5 separate regions of the Mus musculus genome follow, and regions 1, 2, 3 and 5 are each linked to region 4. The links are chromatin contacts, called in public promoter capture Hi-C maps. All regions are on one chromosome and are shown on one strand. Each heading gives the region's core, a stretch centred on a gene start, on an enhancer-like site or on the middle of the called end of the contact. The rest is flanking DNA. Distances are from core to core; before and after follow the strand shown. Region 1 holds the start of Celf1 (CUGBP, Elav-like family member 1). Region 2 has its middle 3.4 kb from the start of Gm13777. Region 3 holds the start of Nup160 (nucleoporin 160). Region 4 holds the start of Arhgap1 (Rho GTPase activating protein 1). Region 5 holds the start of Pex16 (peroxisomal biogenesis factor 16).

Region 1 (2,700 bases), core at 117-2,616, 710 kb before region 4:
AGAACTAGTTAAAAATACCAGTGTTCCATCTTTCATAACCACTCTAATTTTTCCTAACGTATCCATCTATATGCAACTAATTCAAGTTACATCTCTAACTCCATTCCCATCAATCAACAACAAGAAGGTAGAAAACCAATTTGAAAATTGGAACGAACAGGCCGGGTGTGGCGATACACGCCTTTAATCCCAGCATTTAGGGGAGGCAGAGGCAGGCGGATCACCAAGTGAGTTTGAGGTCAGTCTCAGTAACAAGAGGGAGTTCTAAGACAGCCAGAGCTACACAGAGAAACTCTCAAAAAAACAAAACAAACAAAAAAAAAAAAAAACAAAAAACAACCAAAGCTTTACAGTACAATTTAGGTAATTTGATAATGAACAACCTAGGGGCTAATTGTTTTGATCTACATGATTGTTTGTGCCTCTAGCACAGGGGAAAACTCTTGGCTGCTGCTTGGGGCAGGGGTGGGGGCTGCCTTAGTGAGTGTGGTAGGGTAGGGTAGGGTATAACCGGCATTTGTGGATATATATTTTGCTTTAGGAAGCTAAGTGATAAAGAGAAATAATTGCCAACTCATGAGTAATTTGTAAATTGATGGAGCCCTGACCTCCCAGAACTAAGTTTTCTCAATCTGCATTTCATTGTCTCACATTTCACTGACTTTGTGTAATAAACAACACACTTAATGCGTGAATCCAGCTAGATGCAGGTTAGGAATACCGAATCCTAAAAGGGGGTGCTGGATTCGTAAAAAGTGTTTTAATTGTTATTTTTTTTCCCAAGAAGAGTAGGTTTGGACTGGGTAGTCTCTTAATAGAATACTTAAGAGCTTTCTGGTGCCGCAGGGATTTTTGCCAGATTGCGCATGCATGCAGTTGAACATCTCTGTACAGGCACTTCCCTAACTCTGAAAGCTTGCAACACACATTCCATCAGAAGGAAGGCCTGGATACAGTTGTCTGTATGCTGATGTGCAAAAAGAAAGGGTGTGCCCTGCGTCCAGTGTTAGCCAAGCACCCATCATTCATTCATTCATTCATTCATTCATTCATTCATTCATTCATTCATTCGATATTTATTATGTGTATTTTTCATTGCCAAGCTGCGTTGCTTGCCCGCCAGAGGTGCAGCTAGTGCGGTGCGCAGAGGCAAGAACTTCAGATTCCCAGGCCGGGGTCTTCCCTCCAGTGCAGCTCTGAGACAAAGAGATGCACCCCTACAGCTCCCAGGGCTGAGGGCTCCGCCCGCGGCCCCCAGGGTTTCAGAGCGACTGCTCCTTCACTCCCCGGCCGGAGGGGGCGCTGCAGCGCCGGCCCTCCGCCCGCCCCTGCGCGGCGCTCGGCTCGGCTCGGCGCTGGCGGGCGGCGCCGCGGTGGTACGTTCCCCTTCGCCGCCCGCCCCCTCCGCGGCGGCCCTCCCCGCCGGTGGTAGGTGCCGGAAGTGCCGCCATTTTGGGGTGTTCTGCTCTGGCGGCAGCGGCAGCGGCAGAGGCGGCGGCGGCGGCGGGACGCGGAGGCTCCCCCGGGATTCGGCCTCAGCAGCGAGGCAGCGGCGGCTGCGGAGGAGCAAGGCAGCAGCTGAGGCAGCGGCGGGCTCAGGTGCAGCCGCTGGTGAGTGCGGCGGCCGCAGGATAACGGGCCGCGGGATGAAGGGAGGGAAAGAGAGGGAGGCTGGAGGGAGGCGCCGCGGGGCGGGTCAGGTTCGGGCGGCTACGGGTCACAGGGCCCTCCGGGTGCGGTCGCTCCCGCTTCCCCGCACCCCGGGGACCAGGCCGCGGACTGCTCGGGACTCGGGGGCCCATTCGCGTCCGCCCGGCGCGTGCCCCTGCTCCCAGGGAGACCCGCCCTCCTCGTGGCCTGGCCCCGGCTCCCTTGCCCTTTGCCTCCACTCTCCCGGCCCCGAGGGCTTGCTTCCTGCACCGCACCCGAGTCCTCCTCTCCGGGTCCGCTGGGCGAGATCGCGGCTGTCTACCCGAGACGCCGCTTCCCTGACCCTGTCGCCCCACGTGTTCTTCGTGCCCACCCCCGGGGGTGTCCTAGATTCCCGCCCCTAGAAGGCAGCGCTCCTCTCGATCCTCCGGAGCTCTTGCAGTTCTCGCCCTGGGGCCGCTTTGGCTCGCCCTACCCCCCACATCAGGTGCTCGCTCGCCCAGTCAAGGCCTAGTAGCAGGGCTCGAATCTCGCACCCAGGAGCGGGGACGGCTCTGGAGGGTGCCTTCTTCGCTAGGTCCCAGGCTTTGGATTTAAAGTCGGTAGTGGTGTCTCGGTTGTGGTGGTTCTGACAGGATGTTGTTTTAATTTTCTCCGACCATTGCATATGCTTTTTAAGGAGCTTCTCATTGGTTTAGAGACTGATTCCGGGGAGAAAGTGTGAGATTTTGGTCAGAGCTTGGTTTAGCACAACAGAATCTCTTTCTGGTGCTCAGAGTTAATGCTGTATATAAAAGCTGTTGAACAGTTTTAAAGAGCATAGACTCTGTTGATAATGTCTGCATTGTTAGGAGGTTACAAACACCCTTTGCACACACTTAAAAGGAACTTAACCTTTAAAAGATCTCTTCTCTGTCTTCTAGTCTCTGAGTTGAAGAGGTTTGAATTGCACTTTTTCACTTTTTCCAGTTTGTTTCTTTTTAGATCCTTAGAATGACGGTGTCTTCAGATGGAATTGCTTAGAGTTCTTTTTGGTTTTGGCATTAACAA
Region 2 (2,700 bases), core at 94-2,593, 620 kb before region 4:
CTGTGAAGAGACACCATGACCAAGGCAACTCTTACAAAGGAAAACATTTGATTGGGACTGGCTTATAGAGGTTTAGTTCATAATCGTCATGGAAAGAAGCATGACAGCAGGCAGGCAGACATGGTGCTAGAGGAGCCAGGAGTTCTGCATCTTGATCTAAAGGTAGCAGGGAGGAGACTTATCTCTCACTGGCCAGACAGGAGCATTGAAACTTCAAAGCTCACCTCCTCAATGGCACTCTTCCTCCAACAAAGCTACACCTAACAATGCTATTTTCTCTAAGCCAAGCATTCAAACATATAATTCTATGGGAGCTGTCTTATTCCTGCACAAAATATGACCAAGAAGCAGGTTGGGGAGGAAAGGGTTTATTCAGTTTCCACTTCCACATTGCTGTTCCTCGCCAAAGGAAGTTAGGGCAAGAACTTGGAGGCAGGAGCTGATGCAGAGGCCATGGAGGGATGGTTGCTTACTGGATTGCTTCTCCTGGCTTGCTCAGCTTGCTTTCTTATAGAACCCAGGACCACAGCCCAGGGATGGCACTATTCACAAAGGGCTGGGCCCTCCCCCGTCTTCATCACTAATTGAGAAAATGCCTTACAGCTCAAGGAGGTATTTCCTAAAGGGAGGCTCCTTTCTCTATAATAACTCCAGCTTGTGTCAAGTTGACACACCGAATAAGCCATCACATTCAAACCATCACATTCCATTCCCTGTCTGCATAGGCATGTAGCCATACTATAATGCAGAATACATTTAGACCAACTTCAAAAGTCCCCATAGTCTATCACAGTGTCAATGTTTAAAGGTTCAACATGTCTTCTGAAATTAATCCCCTATAAAATAAAGCAGATCACATACTGCCAACATATACACAAACTATACATTACCGATCCAAATTGGAAGAACAGAAATGCAGTGAGGACCAAAGCAAGACCAAAACTCAGCTCGGCAAATCCCAAACTCCGCATTTCCATGTCTGATGGCAAAATGTTCTTCAGATCTCCAGCTCCCTTCAGCTTTGCTGACTACAGCACACTTGTTTTAAGCTGGTTTCACTTTCTGTTACCAACTTTCCTTTGGCAGGTGTCCCATGGCATCTCTAACCTCTTGGGATCTCCAAGGCAAACTGAAGAAATACAGTTTTTAGCTTGGCTAATGTGCACCAAAGCTGTCTGCAGAAGCTTTTCCCTACCCCCTGCTGCTTGAAGAATTTTCCCTTTCCCTGCCAATGTAAGCAAGTTCAATAGTTCAATACCACCCGGCCCCTTCCCCATCTGAGAGGACTAAGAAGTCATGGTGACCATAGCTGCCGGAGCAAGATTAGCTGTTCTCAAAAATTAACTATAACACAGATAACAGTTCTTGGAAAGCCTGCCTCAGTTTGAATTCCGAGATAAACCACATACTGCCTTAACCTTGCTGACAAAGTTTTCTGGCACATTAATAGCTGACCCGTAAGTTCAAAATGTACTATTGCTTTGTTGACCAAATCATAATAACCCACCTTGGGGACAAGCAAAGTGAGTCACTAGACCAGAGGTAGTTACTGTGCGAACCAACCAATGCCTGAAAAGGTTACTTGCTACACCAATTCTTGCTACACCAATTAGAATAAGACAGCTACCCTGTTGCTCATATCTGCCCCTTACAAAAGTATAAAAAGTGTGCTCTTTCTTTGTTCTTGGTCTCGCCTCTGACCTGCGAGCTGGGAGGGGAGTCCCCAACATGTTGGATCAATAAAAATAATGATGCAGTTTGCAGCCATGGCGGTCTCCATGGTCTTTGTGAGTGAGGGTCTTTTGACAAACTCCAACAAAACCAAGCTTCACTTTCACAGCTTCACACAATGACTTTTCTGTTCCTCCATGTACCCCTGTCATATGCCTGACTTCAATAGCTTTTGTTTGTTGCAGAGGGAGGTTTTATAACCCCTTTCACACAATGACCTCTCTGCTCCTCAATTTAGAGACATCCCTGAAACATTCTATCCTTGATTCTAAAGCCAGAACCTTGTGGCCAAAGCTGCCAAGTTCTGCTTGTTGGGGCTGGAACATGGCCCCCTTGTTCTGTGACATCACCAGCTTTCTGTTTTTGATTTTTTTTTTTCTTCCTGCCTTTGCTTGGCTGTCCTGAAACTTGCTCTGTAGACAAGCATAGTCTTGATCTTAGAGGTTCTGCCTGCCTCTTCCTCTCAAGTGCTGGGATTAAAAGCGTGCAACACCTTGCCTGGACCTAAACTTTGCTTTAATTCCTTTTCACATTATGAAAGCTTACTAGCTGGGGTCTTGCTCCGAGGTCACCACTCCCTTAATTTCATTGAATACCTTTACTCTGATCATCTCCTTGAACTCAAGGTTTAGCTCCATTCCACTTCCAGTGCCCCTTTAATCCTTGAACTAGACATTGTATTTTTCTTGCTCAGTTTGCTGTTTCATCAAACTGCTTTCATAAGAGTTAACATTAGGAGCGGGTGAGATGCCTTAGTGGTTAAGAGCACTAGCTGTTCTTTCAGGGGTGCTGAGTTCAATTCCCAGCAACCACATGGTGGCTCACAACCATCTATCTATAAGGAGATTTGATGCCCTCTTCTAGCCTGCTGCAGCAGAGCACTCATACATTAAATTAAAAAACAAAAAGTTAACATAAGAACCCAGTGGTGGCCCACGCCTTTAATCCCAGCACTCAGAAGGCAGAGGC
Region 3 (2,700 bases), core at 172-2,671, 970 kb before region 4:
ACACCTTTAATCCAGCACTCGGGAGGCAGCAGGCAGGTGGATTTCTGAGTTCGAGGCCAGCCTGGTCTACTGAGGGAGTTACAGAACAGCCAGGGCTACACAGAGAAACCCTGTCTCGAAACACAAGAAAGACAAGGTATCTGGCTGCTTAGCCTATTTTGGGGGATCATTATAACCCAGTGCCCAACATGCAATCAAGACTGAAAAAATAAGTGTGGGACAAACCAATATGCTTCCAGGAACTGGAAAGCTACTTACTATGATTAATAGAACAGCATGAAGATAAAAACCAATATTTAAAAATCTAGAGAAATAGAAAAAAATAATAAGCCCTTTGCACTGTGGCTAGATCTCAAGTCATTGCTATTATCACTTTTGAAAGTCACTGGCCAAATGACAGGAAACCACATTCCTGGAACCCCCGAAATAAAGTAATTACATTGAAAGTGCTCACTGAAAAATAACACTAATTTCCACTGAAAGAAATTATTCCACTGAATAATTCAATAATTTCCATCGAATTACCACCCAAAAAAAGTCACTAAGTTCGGGCAATGTAAAGTGTTACTGTTAACTTACTGCAATTCACCTTGAATTTACTGTAACATGAACCAAAGGTCAAAGACAGCTTGAAGCTTGGAAAACATCACATCTCAAGTTCTATTCAGCCATAAACAAGAAGAAAATCATATCGTTTGAATGAAAATGGTTACGTTGGGGATCATCATTATTATTAATAAAGGAAGGCACAAAAATGCAAAATCTAGATTTAAATATATGTATACATGACATAAAAGGGGAGGGGAGGACTATTATTTGGGAAGAGGAAGGGGAACAGTAAGAGGGAAAGGGAGGACAAGATTTGCTAACAGGTGAATGTGAACAAAGTAGGCTAAAGTACATGTATGAAAATGTCATATGATGTCCATCATTTGTAAAATGAATAATAACATTAATAAAAAAGCAAACACACACTCTAATAAAATCTTCTGCCTACGTCTGTGAGACAGGGTTTGATGTAACCTAGGCAGGCCTCACACTTACTATGTTGCTGAGACTAGCCTAGAATGCCTCCACCCTCCAAGCACCCAGGATGACAGGTGTGGGCCACTATTCCCAGCTTCATCATGGACCCCCCATCACCCTCCTTTGCCCTTCTTCCCAACTAGTTCCTCTTCCACTTTCATGTCTTTTCTATCTGTGACCCACTGGGTTTAATTAGAGTTGCTTGAATGAGCATGGGAGGGAGTCTTATTTATAGGAGCACCGGCAACTAACCAGCAAATACACCACTGGAGAAAATTACTCCTCCCTCACAGCAGCCACTGACTTTACCTACGGCTCCTCGGGGAGCGATGGGGCCTCAAAGTCCAACCCCCACCACGGAATGTTGACAGGCCCTGTCTTTTGTGTAGGTAACCACAGTTATGATCTCACGAGAGCAGCCACCATGCTGTGTCCAGGAGGCAGTGTCGTTACAGCACACCTTCCCGTTCATCTTGCATTCTTTCTGCCTTGATAGAGATTTTGAATATGTGGGGGAAATGACACTAACAACAAGTTCCCCAAAACATATCTCATTCACCTAGACCAGGCTGGCCTTAAATTCAGAGATCTACCTGCATTTGCCTCCTGTGTGCTGGGGTTCAAGATGTGTGCCACCAAGCCGCACAACAGGTAATCTTTTAAAAAAATATTTTTTAAATTGTGTGTGTGTGTGTGTGTGTGTGTGTGTGTGTGTGTGAGCTTCCCTCTCAAAAAAAAAGTCTCTGAAGCAGAGATTTACACACAGGAAGGAGCACACAGTGTGCTCACAGAACAGCATTGCTAGGGGAGTGAAGAAAGCAGGATTAGGCAGAGAAAACTGAACTGAAATTGACCAGGATGGACCTAGATGGAAGCAAGGGACCAGGACCTTAGGCTTCATCTTGATCCACTGAGATGCATCCACTGAGTGCAGACATAACTCCCTTTTTGCCAAGTACAGAAGGACAGGGGTTAGCAGGGCTCTAGGGGAGACTTTATCTTAGTGAGATTTAGAGGAGTAATTTAGTAAAAATGGAAAAATTAAAGATGCTAAAATGAGGAATAGACCGAAGGTCAAGGTAGGGAGGGTGTCTCTCTATAAGTTCAGACACAGTTCAATGTACAGAAACAGAAGCATAAGGCTATAATTGCTGGTAGGAAAATATGGTTGCAGGGCAAGTTGTCTTCTTTTGTGAGGAATGGGGACGTCAAGACAGTTTCTGTTGCCCTGGTTGTCCTGGAACTCACTCTGTAATGCAGGCTGGCCTTTAACTCACAGAAACCCACCTACCTCTGCCTCCTGAGTGCTGGGATTAAAAGCTGCTTTTTGTTTGATTTGAGCCAGGGTTTTAGGCAGCCTCAGGCTGGCCTTGATCTTGACATAAATTGGAGGATAATCTTGAACTCCTGATCTACTTGCTTCCAAAAGCTGCTGTCAGTGTGCCACTATGCCCACTCGGCCGACTTCAGAGTAAGCTAAGAATGAGTGGGGGTGAGGGCTGGAGACATGGCTCAGCGGTTAAGAGCACCGACTGCTCTTCCCAAGGTCCTGAGTTCAAATCCCAGCAACCACATGGTGGCTCACAACCATCCGTAATGAAATCTAGCGCCCTCTTCTGGTGCATCTGAAGAGAGGTGTGGGCAGTGACAATCACGAAATAGTCATTAAGGCAA
Region 4 (2,700 bases), core at 35-2,534:
TAACAGCCACAACTTTCTTTTACAGGTGAGTAATATTAGGTGTGTAATTTAGCTAACTAGTTAACAGGTTTGAATCTGATCCTGGTAACCTTAGCTTCTGACCTTTGTCTCTGCCAACACAGTAGGAATTCAGGTTCTCACAACTTCTTTGCATCTGCTTTAGTTACTGCTGCTTAGGTAGAGCAAGACAGCGCTGCAATGAAGGGACAATTATTTCTCGAGTTTGAAAATATCCTGCTTCTAACAAACTGGAAGAGCTGTCCGGAAATGTCTGAACCTCCCCCAAACTTTCAGACAGATGTCCGACTCCTCAATACCTCCTCGTGCGGTGTCTTCATTCCCTCGCCCTTCTCCAGGACGGACTCATCTTCCAGAGGTCCCCAATGCAGGCCGGGCTGCAGGGGTGCTCCTACACACCAGACCCCCAAGTGCTGATTCCTGGATCTCGAGGGGCCCACGGCCAAGCCCTGGGGGAGGCTCCTTAGAACAAGGATGGCAGGGCTCGTACCCGGCGGGCAGGCTTTGAGGCCCGGAGCAAAGCCTTTTCCGGAAGGGCTCCATCCTGAATCCTGGCCCAGGGGTGGCTCTGGGGCTGCAGGGAGACGGGAAGGCAGTAAAGGAGTGGTCCATGAAGGCGTGGGGTTGGGGAAAGAGAGGTACAGGGTCAGCTATGACCCAAGAGTCCGAGGGATTAGCAAGGTTCTAGTTAGTAGGGCCCTTGAATGGTTGGGAGGGAGTCTAGTCTCTTAGGGCACCGGAGCAGGATCCCAGGCTCAAGAGAAAAAGGGATGTAAGGGAATGCGCTGACTAGAAAAACGCTGTGGCCATCTAGTCCAGGGCTGAGGGTCGCAGACATCGCAGGTCACTCACGGTGCGGCTCTATTTTCCCCAAGATCACCTCCTCCACCTCCTTCATCGTGGGACAGAGATTCTCTCGCCACTCCCCTCTACCGGAAGTGAGCGTTTTTGTCCCGGTTCCTCCCGGAAACAGTCCTTGATTTTCAAATTTAAGCTCAAGGAAGAATCCGGGTGGTTAGGCATCATTGAAGGATGGACCTGGGAGTTTGGAAGTACTTGACAGATAAAACCCTGTCCGATGGGCGATACGAACCTAGGATTTCAGAGGCCCGCTAGTTTCCTGCATCTGGAAAAGCGGAACCCAACTCACTCACTTTAGGTAGCGGCGAGTCGGACAGCTCGGCTAATTAACCTCACATTTTGTCAGGTGATTGCCGGAAGTGGGCGGAGCACCAAGAAAGCCTTGTTTGGTCCGGGCAGCAAGCCGGAAGTAGGTAGAAGAAATGGCGGAAGTGGTTGGGGAGCTGGGGGCCCCCGAGGGGGCGGTTCCCATTCCCATCTCGGAGCCGGATGTTTGCCGAGCTTTGACAGGCGTGGCAGAGGAAGCATTGCCGGAACGAGGTGAGCTGCGGAGCGCGGGGTCTCTTTGGGCGTGGTGGTGGGGAAGAGCTGCTCTGGTCAACGGAAGGAATTGGGTCGGAAAGGGGAAAATCCGAGGCAGTGGGTCGGGAGTGGAATTGGGCCCGAGGGCCTGGGTCTCTTCGCTGCCGGGATTTTTCCCATTTCGGCGCCTGCAATGAGAAGACAGCCACTTTCTCTGACTTGTTCCTGCCCTCCCTCTGCAAGGCATAGGCCAAGCCAGAGCAAGCCGGTGGGAGGGAGGGAGAAGTCGTCCTGATCAGATCTGGCATAGCACTGAGAGCTAGAAATCAGGGGAAGTGATCCACCTTGTCACTTGATAGGCCGTGCTTTCATCTCACTTTCTTGTGAAACGAAATACACTCCATTCGTTGTTTGTTTTCGGACTCTATGCAAACATGATTATAGTTTAGAGTTGCAGCCTTGTAGGATTTGGGTTTTTCCAAAGTCACAAAACAGTCTGATTCCAGCACCAGCAAGTACTGTGACTTCAGTTTGCCCTGAGAAGTCTGGCTGCCCTTTCGTGGCGCCTCTTGGATCCCAGTGAACTTTGTGACCGACAGTCACTTAAGATCACTGTTGAGGGGGTTGACTTTAACCTAGAGAACACCTCAAACTGGAACTTGTGGGTTAAAATCCTGCGTCTGGGTTCTATGATCTGTAGCAGTTTGCTCCCTCCCTCCCTCCCCCCGCTTTTTGTTCAAACTGTAAAATGGTTTTTATAGCATATGCTGAACTACTAGTGCAGTTGTGAGGTGAATTTGTGCCCAGTTCATAGTACAAATATCCGTTTCCTTCTCCACTTATGAAATTCATTCATTCATTCATTCAGCTAATGACAGTCTGCTATGTGAAGACTCTGAATAAACTCTGGTGCTATGTGCATCACTCTGAATAAATTGCTTTGGTGTGTGTGTGTGCCCGCGCGCGCTCTCTTGTCGCGCATGTGCTGGAGAGACCCTGTGTATGCAGGCAAAGCGCTCTACCACTGAGCTATGGACTTAGCCCTTGAAATAGGTTCTTAAGCAATAACAGGGGGTTTGTGAAATCTTTAAAATGCATGCAAGGTTTCCATGGATCTGTTCATTTTTCCTAGTGAAAAAGTCCACAAACATCAAGAATTTCAGAGAGAGAGAGAATCACTGTTTTACAAAAGTCAAAGCCTTTGCCTGAAGTGATTTTTTTTTTAATTTAATTTGATTTATTTATTTTTTATTTTTCGAAACAGGGTTTCTCTGTATAGTCCTGGCTGACCTGGAACTC
Region 5 (2,700 bases), core at 196-2,695, 730 kb after region 4:
CCATCAACGAAGATCGAGCCATCACAATTGCCAGTAGGGTGAGGAGCACGTGAGGCCTCAGGACAGGGTGAAAAACGACTTCCACAGTTCCCATACCAGACTCTTCTGAGGCTCACCGCACCTTTCCTTGAATCTTTGCTGGCACGAGTGGTTGGCAACAATGGGAGCCTGGCTCCACATGGATCAAAGAAAGGGAAGGAAGTGGTGGCATGTTGGGACACTTCATTCCCTGTGCCTTAAATTCCTGGTGAGTGTGCTGCTTAAACCGCCTGGTTCTGGCTCAGGCTATTGGTTTTTCGAGACAGGGTTTCTCTGTGTACCTCTGGTTGTCCTGGAACTCACTTTGTAGACCAGGCTGGCCTCGAACTCAGAAATCTGCCTGCCTCTGCTTCCGCCTCCGCCTCCGAAGTGCTGGGATTAAGGTGTGTGCCACCACTGCCCGGTTAAACGAGCATTTCTTAACTCCTGAATCCATCTTTCCAGCTCTCTAATGAGAATTTTTATTAGTGTTTTATTAATTGTACAAAACAATGTGCTTTGTCTCTTGTGCTGGCACATGCCTTTAATCCCGGCACTTGGGAGGCAGACGTAGGCAGATCTCTATGCATTTGAGGCCAGCCAGGGGTTCACAGTGAGATCCTGTCTCAAAACATGCAAACTAAAATAATGAGCTTCATTATGACATTTTCGTACATGCACGTAATATAGTGGATGGGCGTAACGGCATATTCTGTCCTTGTCTAAAGATAATATCTGGTAGGGTATTAAATGTATTACAATTCTTTATATACCATAAATTCGCGGGCGGAGTCCGCAATGGCGCAGATTTGCCAAGCCCCCTCTTCCCACAGCCAATCAACTGCCTCCCAGGAACGGTTCCCTCCCTCCACTTCTGCAGCACCTTGACAGCATTGCAGCTCAGTTCATGAATGGAGCCATAGGAGTTTCCACCAACTCTTGGAGGCCAGCTTAGAACCTGGAAGTGCATCCAAGGGCCGGAAAACGCTGGGATTCATTCCGAGTTCAAGGTCCAAGTCGGGCCCAAATAATTTTGTAGATGAGGAAACCCGAGGTGCAGATCGGGGAAGCTAATGCGCAGGGTCGTCCCTAAACGGAGAGCAGAGGGATAGGCCAGGGTATTCTCCAAGGAGGGAGTCATCGGGTACGGGTTTTGGGGGTCCATGTGTTCTGAAGAAACTGGAGCCGAAGCCACTGTTCTAAATCTGCTGGTTAGGCTTGCCCCAGCAAAAACCCGGCACTGGCTTTTGTGAAAAACTCGAGACTGGCGGCTGCTGAGACCTATTTACGACAATTTCAAGGTTCCCTGTGCCTTAAATCCCAAACTCTTTGCTTCCCGACCCTCCCGTTCGAGCTCTCGGCGATCTTCTGAGAAAGTCTGAGGCTCCTTAGTACCTTCTCTAGTATGAACTGTTCAGCCTGCCCGCAAGTTGTAACTACGCAGGCGCCAAGACAGCCAACCAAGGAGGCTGCAGATCGGGTGCCAGAAGCTCTAGAGAGCTTCAGGGCGGAGAGAGAAGGAGCCAATGGCTGGAAGGAGGGAGGGTGGGAGCTCCCGGTCTCGGGGAGGAGGCGCTAGAGATGGGGTGAAGGGGCGTTCAGGGGCTCCGCGGGTCTAAGTCCTCCTGGGCTGCGGAAGTTGAGCAACCGGGAGGCGGGCTTAGGGCCGGAAGCAGGAAGGAGGGCTCAGGACGCAGGGCGCCGCTGCCAGCCTTGCTGTCGGCCGGTGGGACTGTCAGTGGCCAGAGCAGGATGGAGAAGCTACGGCTCCTGAGCCTCCGCTACCAGGAGTATGTGACTCGTCATCCAGCCGCCACGGCCCAGTTGGAGACGGCTGTGCGGGGCCTCAGTTACCTGCTGGCAGGTGCCACACTGACCTTTGACCCATTTCTTGGGGACTCTGACCCAGGAACCCTATGGCTCTTTGCCTGCTGACCCAGGGTAGTGGTCGCGGTGCTTCAGTTCTGTCTGGGTTCCTGTGGCGTAGAGGAAACTAGAGAACCCAAAGCCGCAGGGTAAAACAGACGCTCACCAACGCCTTCTATACCTTCTTCCCTAGGTCGCTTCTCCGATTCACACGAGCTGTCTGAACTGGGTAAGTTGGACTCTGGGCTGGGGAGGGAGAAGGCTTCCAGCGGAACCTTGATTGAAGGTCCTGAGCTTCCCTCTAGATCAGCTGTCCATCGCCCAAGACAGTTGGTGTCCCCAGAGTTGGGCGACCTGTGAGGGCTCTGACTGGCTTCTCACTCCTGGTTTTGCTTAGGATTAAGCAACTTTCCTGACCTTGCTAGTTCATCAGACCTATGAGTATGAGAAGGGCACTGTTGTTCTGTCTAGCTGAAGGAATACAAGTTCAGAAAAGTCCTTGATGTCAGGACCAGTGTTCAAGTGCCCCCACCTCCCTGCTGTAAGGGCTCTGTTTGCTTAGTGGGGGTAGTGAAGATCATGAAAGGATGAGGGGGATTTTGAAAGGTAGGTGTGATGTAGTCCTTCAGGGGGGACCATCTGAAGAGAGCAAAGATGAGTTGGTGGGACCACACATTTGGCTGTTTGGAACATGACAGGCAGTTTTGAGCAGCTCAGTAACCAGTGCTGTCCAGCAGAGCAAGGGCTGGCTTGTCACTCCAATCAGCTCATTTCTTACTGGCTCAGATGTCATCATGGAGAGAATGGGGCTCTGAG

The links. Promoter capture Hi-C pulls out the DNA fragments that hold promoters and counts their contacts. Capture Hi-C pulls out chosen DNA fragments and counts their contacts.
Region 1: a promoter capture Hi-C map of liver shows a contact between it and region 4, with 4 times the contacts expected there. The contact joins the promoter of Celf1 here to the promoter of Arhgap1 in region 4. A contact is called at or near these places in 4 of 39 promoter capture datasets (the C10 cell line, liver, neutrophils and 1 more), 1 of 484 Hi-C or Micro-C datasets (embryonic stem cells), 2 of 115 datasets of contacts at active chromatin or transcription factors (astrocytes and embryonic stem cells) and 2 of 9 other capture datasets (adipose tissue and liver).
Region 2: a promoter capture Hi-C map of liver shows a contact between it and region 4, with 5 times the contacts expected there. The contact joins the enhancer-like site here to the promoter of Arhgap1 in region 4. A contact is called at or near these places in 2 of 39 promoter capture datasets (both in liver) and 1 of 115 datasets of contacts at active chromatin or transcription factors (large pre-B cells).
Region 3: a promoter capture Hi-C map of erythroid cells shows a contact between it and region 4, with 18 times the contacts expected there. The contact joins the promoter of Nup160 here to the promoter of Arhgap1 in region 4. A contact is called at or near these places in 2 of 39 promoter capture datasets (erythroid cells and pre-B cells).
Region 5: a contact with region 4 is called in a promoter capture Hi-C map of liver, with 2.9 times the contacts expected there. The contact joins the promoter of Pex16 here to the promoter of Arhgap1 in region 4. A contact is called at or near these places in 6 of 39 promoter capture datasets (the 3T3-L1 cell line, the HPC-7 cell line, embryonic stem cells and 2 more), 2 of 484 Hi-C or Micro-C datasets (CD4 T cells and embryonic stem cells), 5 of 115 datasets of contacts at active chromatin or transcription factors (embryonic stem cells, extraembryonic endoderm stem cells, memory CD8 T cells and 2 more) and 2 of 9 other capture datasets (adipose tissue and liver).

Annotation. Positions count from the first base shown.
Region 1 is chr2:90,939,031-90,941,730 of GRCm38.p6, forward strand. Celf1 (CUGBP, Elav-like family member 1) reads left to right here and starts at 1,367. Exons shown (of 14, transcript NM_198683.2): 1 at 1,367-1,611.
Region 2 is chr2:91,026,513-91,029,212 of GRCm38.p6, forward strand. No RefSeq gene overlaps it. Among named protein-coding and RNA genes, the nearest start is that of Gm13777, 3.4 kb to the right of the region's middle. Within about 2 kb of position 1,344, at least 20 of the 459 cell types and tissues checked have an H3K27ac peak or open chromatin away from gene starts, as enhancers often do. A contact at or near this core is called in liver, where this site is marked.
Region 3 is chr2:90,675,794-90,678,493 of GRCm38.p6, forward strand. It overlaps Nup160 (nucleoporin 160), which reads left to right and starts at 1,422. Exons shown (of 37, transcript NM_021512.2): 1 at 1,422-1,677.
Region 4 is chr2:91,648,834-91,651,533 of GRCm38.p6, forward strand. It overlaps Arhgap1 (Rho GTPase activating protein 1), which reads left to right and starts at 1,285. Exons shown (of 14, transcript NM_001359970.1): 1 at 1,285-1,419. It overlaps Zfp408 (zinc finger protein 408), which reads right to left and starts at 958. Exons shown (of 5, transcript NM_001347175.2): 1 at 871-958; 2 at 318-592. The coding sequence starts at 916.
Region 5 is chr2:92,373,794-92,376,493 of GRCm38.p6, forward strand. It overlaps Pex16 (peroxisomal biogenesis factor 16), which reads left to right and starts at 1,446. Exons shown (of 11, transcript NM_145122.2): 1 at 1,446-1,882; 2 at 2,078-2,113. The coding sequence starts at 1,771.